3 separate regions of the Mus musculus genome follow, and regions 1 and 3 are each linked to region 2. The links are chromatin contacts, called in public Micro-C and promoter capture Hi-C maps. All regions are on one chromosome and are shown on one strand. The core of a region is the stretch at or near the end of the contact, and the rest is flanking DNA. Distances in the headings are between cores, read along the strand shown. Region 1 overlaps Sugct (succinyl-CoA glutarate-CoA transferase). Region 2 holds the start of Inhba (inhibin beta-A). Region 3 overlaps Sugct (succinyl-CoA glutarate-CoA transferase).

Region 1 (3,939 bases), core at 359-2,858, 1.2 Mb after region 2:
ACTTCCCTTATCTGTAGGTGGCCAATGGTTGGTCCACAATGTGTCTACAGGTTCTGGGCTTCCCCCACTTGCAGGTGGCCAATGGTCAGTCCCCCCAACCCTCTGTGGTCTGAGGAATGTAATTAAGCCTCTCCCTTCTAGAGGGGAGGGGTGCCTAATGCTCCATGACCTTTCTCTTCCAGGAGGGAGGGGTCTAGTGGAATTTTCCAAATGCCCTGAGCTGACCTCTTCAGTATGTACCTTGCCTCATAAGAAGACTGGCTAGTTGTCTATGGCAACAGACAAGAAAGGAGAACTAAGAGCTACCATAGTTTGAAATAATAAATAATATTTTCCCACAGTGAAATTGTTGAGAATGAAGAGACAAGGAACATCCAATAGCATGACTTATGAAATAATGCAGTTTTGTGGGACAGGCTCTGTGGACTAGTTATGACCATGTAATACATGGGGGCAGCATTTTAAGTCAAGTTGATAAGTCCTTACTCCTGGGAATAGAAATAGAACTTGCAGTTTGGGTAAATTACCCTGTCAAGGAGTGCAGAGTGGGTAGGAGAGATGGATTTTTAGATGAGGAAATTCTATTAGAAGGTTTAAATAAAGAACTATGCATAAGCAGAACATACAAGAGAAAACCTAGAGGTACATGAAGAAGAAAACAAGAGGCATTTAAGAGAAAGCAATAGATACTGATAAGTTCAACAAACCTGAAAACATTCATTAGTAACCCCAGAACAACAGTCTTTAAAATTCTCCACACACTAAAAGCTGGGACAAAGCAACTGCCAGTGCACAGATGTCGGGTGGCATTCACACCTACCACAGAGGGGTTCTGAAATGAACAAACCAACAATTCCAGGTGTTCCTAAGACATTCTTTCCCACTTTTTCAGAATGGCTAGAACCATCTTAAAGCCAGAATCCTGACTAAACAAGGTGAGGTCAAACAGGTACAAAGTCAGCAATCACAACCACAGCTTCACATAAACAGAAATCAGGATTTCCCAAATCCTGTGATTAGGTCAGGAAATCTCAAATCCCTGAACCAATTGATTAATACAACTCTGATGGCTTCAGGAAACAAATCGAAGTGGAGTTAGTTAAGAGGAGGCCGTGTAAGAAAAGCTATACTTAAACATAATTTGTCCCTTCCTTCCTTGCCTTTAGGGGAAGTGCGATGGAAGATGTTGCCCAGATCATAGCCCCCGTTTGGGCAAAGTTCTAGGTTATCATCTCAGTATCCTTCTTGCACTTTGATCTTAGTCATGCTGACAAAGGAAACAAGTGGAGTAAGCTAGACAAGCCCCTAAAGCGAGGTAATCATGACGGATGAGCATAGGGCTGAGCTGTTCCAGCTGGCCTCCCAGGCCCTCAGCAGGCCCTGTGTGATGTATTAGCAGGAGGAGCCCAGGTGCGGAGACCTTGCTTGCAGGCTCACCGAGTGCAGTCAGGCCATTAACTGATGGAAGCATTGAGTAACTGATGAAAAAAGCATGCAACGGAACGCCAGCCAGGAAATGGTTACAAATTAGAAAAAGAAAGCGCTATCAAGGGCAGAGGGGCCTCCTATGCCACAGCCATAAAAGCACTTCCTCTTTTTCTTGACTTCAGAAACACAGAGTGGAATTCTCTCCATATGAAATCTGTCCCAAGTCACCGGCTGCACTAAACCCCAACCTGTCCTTTTCGATGTGTTCGCACCGCAGTCACGCAGAAACAGATGTCCCTGTTTTGCTGTCACGTTGTTAAGGTAAAGTGTCACAGGACTTAGGGAATATCAGCCTATGACCTTTCCAGTGAGATTCTCCAGCACCCCATAGATTCTTTGGTTCTCTAAAAAAATCTGGATCCTTCAAGTTAGAGAAAGGTCACCAGCATGGTGACTCTGACAGGCTCTGTGACTGAGTTTAGCAGGACTTCCCTCAGCTCGCAAGTTTGGTGTAATTCTGATCCCTAAAAGTTTATTTATCTCATGATTCCTGTTGTACTGTCCTGGCTATCTGAGAATCATGGCCTCAGGCCAGGCTCCTATACTCCTAAAGCAGTCAGAATCTGCATTCGCAACACACACACACCCTTCTCTCTCTCTCTCCTCCCAATCAGTCACATATAAACAGAAATCAGCTTCAGTCACCACATTTCTGTTTGTCTCTCTAACAAGAGAGCTACTTTTTGAACTAAGCCTAATTGTGGCATCCTCCCACCAACAAACCAAGCACATATGGTGTCCTCTGGAGTTCGTAGAATGAATGGATCAGCCTGGACTGTCCATATTTATTGTGACCAAACACAACCTATATTTATTTCTCTTTCTATTTTGGATTGTTTTTTAGTGATTTAACTAAACCACTTCTTAAAAATGGTTTCTAGTTATACGTGGGTACAGGTTGGGATGTTTATAGGAATGATATTGTTCCTGACATAGTCAGCAGGAGTCAGTTCTCTCCCTTCAGAGACAGGCTATCCCAAAGGAAGATAAATAAAACTTTACTTTCAACAAAAATTCCATTAACTCCTTTATAATAAAAAGCAGAATTTTAACCCCAAAGCTGAAACCCTTACTAAGAATGTAATCAAAATACAAATTTTCCAAAAAAGCAATTAGGGAAGGATCTGAAGAGAAGCTTGTAGGCAAAGAGCATTCCTATCTTGAGTGCAGAGGCCTTAGAGGTACTGAGAGAGGTCACAGATCACGTATATACAGAGATGTGGGCTACAGACAGACAGAGGCCATGAGCATGCTTCCATGTGGTCCAGAGAAAAGAAGACAGGAAAGAATGAAGGCAGGAAAGGGCCATAACAAGACTGTGGAACCTTTTAAAGACATCAAGTGAGACAGTCAGCAGTTCACTTCTGTGAGAAACTGTGAGAAAACCTAGTGAAGAGCTTGAGCAGAATCACACATGCCGTAGTTTCCTGAGTCGGCCTGGAATGGGCTTCATACAAACAGTTGCCTTTCTAAAATGCTTGCTCTAATTTCATAGTCAATTTCAATTCAGTCATCATTTTAATTCTTGTTAATGTTTATTCTTATCACAAGAATCCTATTTTTAATATTGTCACTTCATAACTCATTCATCAATCATACAGAAAGTCCAGCTCATCAGATCAAGTAAGATTAAGTAAAAGTCCAAATAAGGAAGTAACAGTCAATGTTGTTGTCCAAGTGCCGTATTCACTCTATCACTTAAATGAAATAATTCCTCCCAGAATATCACACATATGCAAGCATAATGGTTACAAACCCAAAATAATTTGATCTGAGTTATATTATAGACTATTTATATGAATCATTTACATATTGTTACTACAATAATCTATAATAACAATAATTTACATGAAATTATATATATATATATATATCAGTTGGTAGAATGTTGATAACTTTTACCCATGTACAATTTATTATAAGCAATTTATCAAACCTCAAAACTACCTAGTGATTTCATCAGGTTTTAGTCTATTTCCATGAAAATATTCTAACAACTGATAGTAAGTTTTAGTAACATCTTGAATTAATTATCTCATATTTTCTCATAATTAGATATAAAAATATGTTTTTCCCCTCATGAAATAGAGAAAAGACATGATGGAGCTCAAGTAAAGAAAGAATACATAGAAAGCATATTAAGAATTTTATAAGGGTAAAATGATTTTATGTGAAACTACAATGGTACACACACATCACTGTGCATTAGTCAAAACACATGGAATCACAACACACACACACAGAAAATGAATGGTAATATGAACTACGGCCTTAGGATGCAGAAATGGGTCAGTGTAGGCTCCCTGGTGGCAACACATGCACCATTCTAGTGGAGCTCTTGAGAATAGAGAAGCAGATGTGTGGTACAGGGCTTTCTCAACTGTCTGTGAACCCCAAACTCTCTGAAAAACACAAACATGAAATAAACTAGAAAAATCCATAGCTTGAGGA
Region 2 (4,190 bases), core at 376-2,875:
AATCATTGCTAATTTTTCTAGCGTGGGCACCATCCTGTGCTGTGCATTGTAGGAGAGCTCTTAGCATTGGCCTCTGTTCAGTAGATGCCAGTGGCACCTCCTTCCTGGTTATGACAGCTGAACGCATTGTCAGATGTCCCGGAGAGAGAAACCAGTTCAGCTGAGAACCGCTGTTCTGGAGTGAACAACAACGCTTTACTTACGGAATTTTTCCTTCTTTTTCTTTTCCCATTTTTTAACTGTAGCATCTGGGGCCACTGTTCAGATGACAGTCTTCAATATCCTGAAGGCAGGTCCTCATAGACAGCATGAGGCCTGAAGGGATACTCAGGTGGTTCTGAGAAAAAATGTGAGTCTTAGGAATCAGGGAGTTTGGGGTTAACCGTCTCTTATTTGTTGTTTTGGATACAGTTCAGAGCAATGTGAATGCCCCCCTTTCCAGTTCGGTTTTGAACTATTCATTCTTGTTCTAGCTTAGAAGCACACAGCCCCCTAGTTGGATTTTTGACTGCAAAGTGCCGCTCCATCTCTGGCCCAAATCCTGGTATCTAACATTTGGCCCAAACTAGTTGCAGGCTGTGGCCTGTAGGAAACAGACAGGTTTGCCAACCCCATACTCTACCAAAGCCGTTTGATGGGATGGTTAGACAGGGACTTCCACAGTTTACTGCAGCAAATATCATTCAGAGTCCTGCCCATGTTTTCTGGATGTTGTGCTGTCTCTTGTGGGGGAGAGGGTAACCCTAACCAAGGAGGCCAGGTCTTCCCCCCCCCCCCACCACCCCTTAAGCCCAGAACAACACGTAGCTGATGAGAACACCTCAAAGGTTCTTTTCATTTTTATAGTCACGTTTCATGTTTACTTTCCCAGCAAGGCAGGCAGAAATCATGAATTTTTTTTTTTGAAACAGATTTTTCATAGGAAGGAACCAAACACCCTGAGTTATCAGCAGCTTGTCTGTGCCTCTGAACCACCAGCCTCCTGTCATTCAGTTGAATCAGAGGACACTTGTCAGTCACCTGCTTAAGGTGTCCACATTCTCTGGCTTGCATGTTTCACTGAATCACAGGATCTGTGAGCAGCAGCTAACCACAGAGTCAGAGTCGTGGAAAACGGCTTCCTTTCCAAGCCTGTCTCCTTGCTTCAGGGATAGTGAGGGAAGAGCGATTAATAGCCTGCATGAAAGCTTAAGGACATACGGTTTGCTTGAGAGGAAAAGTGAATATTCTCACGACTTGATCTCTGCCAACTTTATATGGGCCCAGCTGCTGCACAGGGCAAACACACTAGTCCAGAGTTAGCTATGCCCCTAAGATGTGTGTCACCACAAGCCACCGGCCAGCACTGAAACGCAGGTTTCCCTCATCCACACAAAGGAGCTCTATCCTCAAAGGAACTTTGTTTCTTGACCAGCTCACTAATTGTGATTGAAAACACCAGCTCCCCAGCAATGCTCACGCATCCGAGTTAGCAGAAACAAGACAGGCCCTAATTGCTCCATTTACATAAAAGTAGAAACATACAACTTCTAAATATAAATCTCTGGCACATCTCTTCTTTTGCAATTACAGTAAAATAAGGTACCAGTTTCCCTCCGGGCTCCTCCTCACAGCAAGCTGCTCCCGGGGTTCGCTAGTGGCTGCTCCTCCAGGCAGCACCGGGCCAGCGTGGAGTTGGAGCTTTGTGAAGTAGCCAGTAAATCAGAACGCCTCCGCTAGGTGCAGAGCGCGGTGGCAGCGGGCCACTCTGCCAGTGCGGTAGTCGGTGGGACCGAACTCTACACTCGGGAAGGGGCAGTCTGCGGGTGCGGGGCCTGAGCTGCCGCTCGCCTCCGTTGGCCAGGAGACCGGCAGCCCCACTGCAGGTCCTGGTCCCTGACATTCCCTGGCACCGAGGGCTGGGATCAGAGATTCCCGGCTGCACTCACTGAACAGTGATTTTTTTTTTTTCTTTCCCCTCCCTGAATTCTTTAGCTGCCAAAAGGGGGGGAAAAATCAAGAGCTGCGCTTTTAAACGAAGTTGCCCTTGCTGGTGTTCAGGGTAAAAATAGAGGCGGCCGCTTGGACCAGCTTGGCCCCTGAGTCCAGGCGTCCCGCGAGCCGGGCTGGAGCTGCGCATTCGGGAGTGATCCCTGGAAACTGCCAGCAGGTGCTGCTCAAGGTACGGTGGCAAGCTGAAAAGGGACAGGGCCTGGGTGCAGGGAGTCTCCGCGGGAGGGGCAGGAAGTGAAAGAGAAACCAACCCCGCTCAGAGCTGCGCTGACCAGCGCACGCCCTGGGCCCTGGAATTCAGCTGGGAAACGCTGATCCTCAGCCCAGAATATTCCACAGAAGCATTTTAACCTACCTGCTTCCTCCACCACCCCCACCTGGATTTCCATGGAGGAGAGGAGGCTTTCCCAAAGTGGTTCCAGCTCTGAGGTTGGGGGAGATTCAGCTACGTCATAGCTGCTAGACTGGCTTAGCAGGTTGGCACTTTCAGGGTGTCAAAGGCCAACAGGGTCTCAGAGTGACCCTGTGTGAGGCGGCCCCTGCAGTCAGGGTCTTGAACATTCTTATGACACACATGCTTAAGAAACTACAGGGATGCTCCGAAATAACATTCTTTTGTGACCACTGAGTTTTGATCCTGAAATTATACATCCCACTTTATAGATGGAAACACTGAGGCTTGAGTTTAAATTAGGAGGGCGCCCCGGAGCTGGGGTCTGATTCGGGCACTTTTCTGTGCCAAGCCAGTCTACAATCTACATTCGGGTGCAAGTGGGACTTTCCCTGAAGTTATGTGTGAGGCAAGAAATGAGTTTAGATGCTCAGGGATTCTTATCAAACAGCATGGAAGTGCCTCTCTTCCAAAGGTTTATGTTCACCCCGGGGTTGGGGTTGGAATGGAAATGACTATCACTGATTATCTTTCTGTCTTTGCCACCCATATTCCTGTCATTTTCCCCTGCAACTTTATTTCCTACTTCAGTTCTCTTATGCGGATCTTAGAATACTCCTTCCCCTTGCCCCTCCCCTTCCCCCACATATAGCTAGCATCCACACTTTGAAAGCCCTCAAGAGAGACCCTTTCACAGACAGCTCCTGGTGTCATAAAGAAACCTTCCCCACTTCACATCAGGAGACCAGAGCCTCTACAGTTTGCTTATGGGCACAGTGAAAAGTTTATTTTATGCATCTTAAATCCGGCACACGAAACAACATATCTGGTCATATGGCTTTCATTAGTCCCCAGTTTTGCACGTTTTATCCAACTTGTCATAAGAACCTGGTCAGTGCCTTAGCTGTACTTCGCCCCGAGAACAACAGCCCTTCTTCACTGTGCTTATCGGGGCATTCGTCTCTCTCTATGTTATCTCCCTGCCAGTGTGACCCAGGCAAAAGAAAACCCAAACCTAACTTTACTTCTATTTTAAGGAGAGTTCACTTCTTTTCATTAAACTCATATTTATAGTGTTTACAAATGATTGGACTTGAAGTTCTAGCTTTTAAAGAAAAGATGCAGGTGTGTGTGTGTGTGTGTGTGTGTGTGTGTGTGTGTGTTACTGTTGTTTTTGCTAGTTAGGATGGGACTCATCTAGGCAGGATACTTATGAAGTTCACTTGCAAAGGAAGACCATTTCCCAAGTCCGAGGTGATAAATGATGTATGAAGCAGGCATTCAATTTCAAGGTGTAAATTAATAGTGTGAGTCAAAGCAGGGAGACCATCACCACATGGACATACAGATTTTCCTGAAAAAAATATTTTCCTATAATCATAATTATAATACTAGAATTCCTATAAAGAACACTATGAATTTTCTTTGCTGTGGAAAAAATACGGTGCTTTGCAAATAGAAGTAACTTTATGAAGTAACAGATGTCTTATGTATAGACATAAGGCTGAACCTGAATCTAATAAGAGGTGTATGTATGAATAGTAAAATGTCAAAGCTGGACACTCTTGGAGATGTGTGTATGTGGTTCTCTTATGTTTGTAAAGGGTGGACTATTCCTAGCCACAGGCTTTACTGGCTCAGGACATCACCCAGGTCCTGTCTCAGAAGCCAAGAGAGATTTCCATTAGATAATGAATTATGAAATGTCTCACACTGGAAAAACGAGTCATCTGCTGATGTCATGCTGATTCTAACCAATCCTAAACAAAGCCCCAGCCCTCCTCTTTGAGAGGTACCAATGTGTGAG
Region 3 (4,127 bases), core at 1,177-3,676, 1.3 Mb after region 2:
AAAGGGTTTCAAAAACACTGAGTCCTATGAATAGCCTCATTAGTAAAGTAGTACAAAGTTAAATGTATTTCTAAGTCCTGAAAGCTACTTTTATTTTTTTGAAGTTATCCAGAAATAAATTTTCTAACTACAAGCCCAGGCCAACTGAACCAAATTAGATCACACAATAATACTATATTTATATCATTCCAATCAAGATTTCTAATTGACAGAAAAATACTATTATATTAAATAAAAATTTCCAAAATTAATTATTGTAATGATAGTTAAGCAGAAAAAACTCTCAAGTACATGAACTTTGTGACTTAATAAAATGATTATAACTGGAATTATTTTTTAAAAAAAACTATCAGAATTGGTCAATGTGGCAATGGCTGTAATTCTAGTACTCAAGAGACTTAGATGAGATTACTATGAGTTCAAGGCTATCCTGAGCTACATAGCAAAATCCTGTCTCTAAAAAACAAAATAAAGGTATACCATAATTGATGATTCTTGAAGATTGAGGTATTTCTGTGTGATGGTTTGAAATATTTGTCATAGGCTCCTGTTTTAAATGTGTATCCCAGTTGGAAGTGCTCTTTAAGTAGGCTTTTGATTCTTTGGGGAAATATGGCTTCCCAAGTTAAAAATGTCTGAAATTTACAAGGTATCCCTGGCTCTGCTTCCTGTCTTCTCTGCTTTCTTTTCCACGATTTGAATGGCCTCTACCCCACTCTCCTATCACCATGAACAGAGCTATTCTACTATACTTTTTCTACTGTGGTAGACTGAAATGCTTTGAAAATTCAAACCAAACATTTAAATAATTCCTCTCTTGCTGTCTGTCAAGTATGTCCATTTGGTCATAAAATGTCATTTTTCAAGTATGTCATAATAATACAAAAGTAACAATATATCTTCCAACAGCCTGGGCGGGTAGCTTATGCTACACAATGGAATCTGCTTCACAGTTTGTACCTTGGTAATAGCGCTCACTGTGGTGTAGGCATTGTCACATGTCCCTAACTTACAAAAACCTGAGACTCAGGAAACTCAGAGTACTGGTTCAAGATGAGCGTTAGGAGACCATGGCCTCCAGTTTAGGTTCTCTGACTGTACGAGCATGAGTCTCTACAGTTTTTCCTTGGCTTTGTTGGCCTTAACACTGCAATCATCCCTATTTAGCCAATTCAACTCTACTGTGACAGCTCTGTTGTACACTGACTCTTGTATTCTCTGAAAGATCATGTATTGAATTTCAGAGACTCAAATGAGTATGAGAAACAAAGCTCAAAAACACTTTTAAGAGTCAGCACAAAATGGCTGATTCTGTTCCCAGAACACTCTAAAAGCAACAGTACTATAATCTGCTATATAACTACTTTTGACAGAACATCATTTTTGTGTGACTCTGTATAAATATGACTTTGAGGTGGGAGGCCTGGGCCTTTGACTGAGGCTATGCCTTTGCCACACTGACTGTATCTGTCTGTAAGCCTGTGTGCTGCCTACCTGTACACAGCCTATGTGTGGCAGCATGTGTTTGAGTCCCTGCCTGCTTCGCAACCCTAGTCAGAGTGAGTGAGGTCCTAACTACCTGAGTGTCCTCAAGTTCTCTTCAGTCTCCTGGCATGGGGATCATGGACCTCACACAAGATGTCAGTGTTGCTGGTTTTGCTTTATTCTGGTTAACTAATATTAAATCAGGTACCTTTGAGCTTATAGTCCCTCTTTTAACACTGAATTTATGTTCCAGGTTCCAGCCTCAAAAATTTTGTACATATCTATTTAAAAAAAAAACATGGTGACAATTAGATAATTAGAGGAATTTTTAAAAAATAAATTCTTAATTCAATTCCAAAAACATTTATCACCACTTTTTAGAAATCCCTAAAATGGAACATTTAATCTCACAATGATTCACTATAGTAAACTCTAAAATTAAGTAAGCTCACAGCCCTGCCCCTGAGACATCATTTAAGGGATCGAATCAGCCAGCGATGGCTGGAGCACTGTGCAGACTGTTGCTTTTGCTCATGAGAAAGCAGCACAGCACTTTTAACAATGACTTTCTGGACTGAATCCAAGAGACACTGGCTTTACATTAGTAACAGTTTCCCAGCGTTTAAAAGTTAATACCCATGTCATTCCAAACCACATTTTTTTTCTTCATTCAGTATTTTTTTTTTTTGAGTCTTTAAAATTAGCTCACATAAATATTTCTGTTTTTTTTTTTTAAAAAAAAAAAAAACCTTTCCTTCCCCCACTTAACTCCATCTGTCCTTCAAGATTCATGACAAGTGGAACTGCCTCCAGGAAGTCTTCCCTGGCTGACGTTGGCTGAAGCATTTAGTCCCTTCTCTTAAGCTCCACAGCACACTGGCCACCCTGGCCCTAGCCACACACTGCTAGTGTGGAGTCATTCACTGCTTTATGTATTTGCTCTCGTAATTACACCAGGAACTCCTCAGAAGCCAAGGCTTCACATTTCACCCCAATGTCTGCTGCACCAGGGTATCTAGGCAAAGGCCAAAGAATGTTAGTAATGCAGGAGGGAGGCAGGGAATGCTATGAATGTTGTTTCTACTTTCGCCATTGTTCTCCATTCCTTCAGTCTCATTTCAGGGCTTCCTGATATTTCTCTCCAAACTACTACACATCGTCTCCATCCCCCTTTTCTTGGACTGAACACACATAAAGACTTCCCTCTTGTGGTCCTATCTACAAGTCACACAAGTTGAGTCTGTTGTTCCTGAGCATCACAAAGATGGGATGTGTTTGTGCTTGCCAGAACCTGGACCAATCTGTAACTTGGACTCTTTGGGCTTTAGCTAAGGTTTAATAAGTTTTAGCTTTACCTGGTGTTCAACATTAGCAGCTGGGTAAACAGAGTTTCTGTAACACTCAGGATAAAATGGCAAGCTCAAGGGGAATGTCTTCCATATTACAAAAAGAAAAAAAAAAAAAAAAACGATTTGCTGGCAGGCACAGTGGGGACTTAGGAACACCTGAGAGGCCTGGAGGGAACTGTGTGTGCTGGCTACAGAAACACTTGATGACCAAAGCAGGCAGCTGAGTCTCAGAGAAGGCCTCCAAAGGTACTCCAAGAGAACAGTCAAAGAAAACCTCCCACAGGCCCTTTGAGCAGTCTAAGAATTCCACTGTGTACAAAGGGAATTCCTGATTCTGCAGACTTCACATGAATCCTACTGTGGCAAAGATGGAAATAGTCACTGCCAAGGAAAATTCTTGGAAGATTATGAACCACAGTAGGAAATCCATATGTCTACTGAGGAGCACACACTTGTAAAAGTCTGGTAATGCCTCAGTTCCCAGTTTGGGGTGTCAAATTGAGTGCAGGAACTGAGTTTCTTATGAGTCCATCATGCCTAGAGTTTATTTTTAGTTTATTTTAAGAGTTATCTGTACTGCTAGTTCATTCTCAGAAATGCAGCCCTAGTTTGACATATTCTAAAGATGAGCATATATGTAGGCACATAAGAAAAGTACCTATTTTCATAATAGACAACAGGCAAACCCCTGCTATATTCACATGTTGATGTAACTTTTGATCTAAAAATATACTTCCAATTCAAGAGGGATTGGCAGATACTAGAAAAATATAACATTTATATTAATATATTTAAAAAGACAATAAATGGTTAATGCACTCCAGTTGTAATATTTTTTGAAGCAAAAAGAAGGTTTTTTTTTTTTAAAGAAAACATTATATGAAAAACATGCTCAAAACAACTGCAAGAACTGTCTTCTAGAAAGTCTGCAAGCATGCAGGGAGCTGGGCATTTTGTCTATATTTTTATGCCAGTCCTTAGTATGTCGTAGGTATTCTATATTTGTAAAAATAAATGAGTGAGTGAATGAGCAAGTAAACAAATTTAAGAGAGTCCAGTATTGAGTACTAAATGTTACAAGGGAAATTGAGCTTTCTCTCAGGGTTCTTAGTCTTCTTAATAAGAACAAAACCTTAAGAACAATTCAGATGAAAGGTCGGGGACAATTTTATTAGCACCTACTAGAAAAACCACAGGCAGTCTAGCTGTAAACCTCAGTAGCTGCCTGGAGGTGAGGCAGAATGAAAAAGCAGGAACACAAGGACCTGGGGGCTAGGTATGGAGGTTCAGCAA

What was found. Promoter capture Hi-C pulls out the DNA fragments that hold promoters and counts their contacts. A called contact is a pair of places that touch in the nucleus more often than the background predicts.
Region 1: a promoter capture Hi-C map of second pharyngeal arch cranial neural crest shows a contact between it and region 2. The contact joins the enhancer-like site here to the promoter of Inhba in region 2. A contact is called at or near these places in 12 of 39 promoter capture datasets (the 3T3-L1 cell line, cranial neural crest, embryonic stem cells and 7 more), 8 of 115 datasets of contacts at active chromatin or transcription factors (the NIH/3T3 cell line, acute myeloid leukemia, astrocytes and 5 more) and 1 of 9 other capture datasets (embryonic stem cells).
Region 3: a Micro-C map of embryonic fibroblasts shows a contact between it and region 2, with 8 times the contacts expected there. The contact joins the enhancer-like site here to the promoter of Inhba in region 2. A contact is called at or near these places in 13 of 39 promoter capture datasets (the 3T3-L1 cell line, 3T3-L1-derived adipocytes, the HPC-7 cell line and 7 more), 5 of 484 Hi-C or Micro-C datasets (cerebral cortex, embryonic fibroblasts and ventricular fibroblasts) and 5 of 115 datasets of contacts at active chromatin or transcription factors (the NIH/3T3 cell line, astrocytes, cardiomyocytes and 2 more).

What each region holds. Positions count from the first base shown.
Region 1 is chr13:17,183,978-17,187,916 of GRCm38.p6, forward strand. The region is part of intron 12 of Sugct (succinyl-CoA glutarate-CoA transferase); the gene reads right to left. Among named protein-coding and RNA genes, the nearest start is that of Gm25020, 20 kb to the right of the region's middle. Within about 2 kb of position 1,609, at least 74 of the 459 cell types and tissues checked have an H3K27ac peak or open chromatin away from gene starts, as enhancers often do. A contact at or near this core is called in acute myeloid leukemia, embryonic limb bud and second pharyngeal arch cranial neural crest, where this site is marked.
Region 2 is chr13:16,010,226-16,014,415 of GRCm38.p6, forward strand. It overlaps Inhba (inhibin beta-A), which reads left to right and starts at 1,626. Exons shown (of 5, transcript NM_008380.2): 1 at 1,626-1,865; 2 at 1,975-2,161. It also overlaps the pseudogene B230303A05Rik.
Region 3 is chr13:17,294,640-17,298,766 of GRCm38.p6, forward strand. The region is part of intron 11 of Sugct (succinyl-CoA glutarate-CoA transferase); the gene reads right to left. Among named protein-coding and RNA genes, the nearest start is that of Gm25020, 91 kb to the left of the region's middle. Within about 2 kb of position 2,427, at least 25 of the 459 cell types and tissues checked have an H3K27ac peak or open chromatin away from gene starts, as enhancers often do. A contact at or near this core is called in embryonic fibroblasts and stem cell-derived neural progenitor cells, where this site is marked.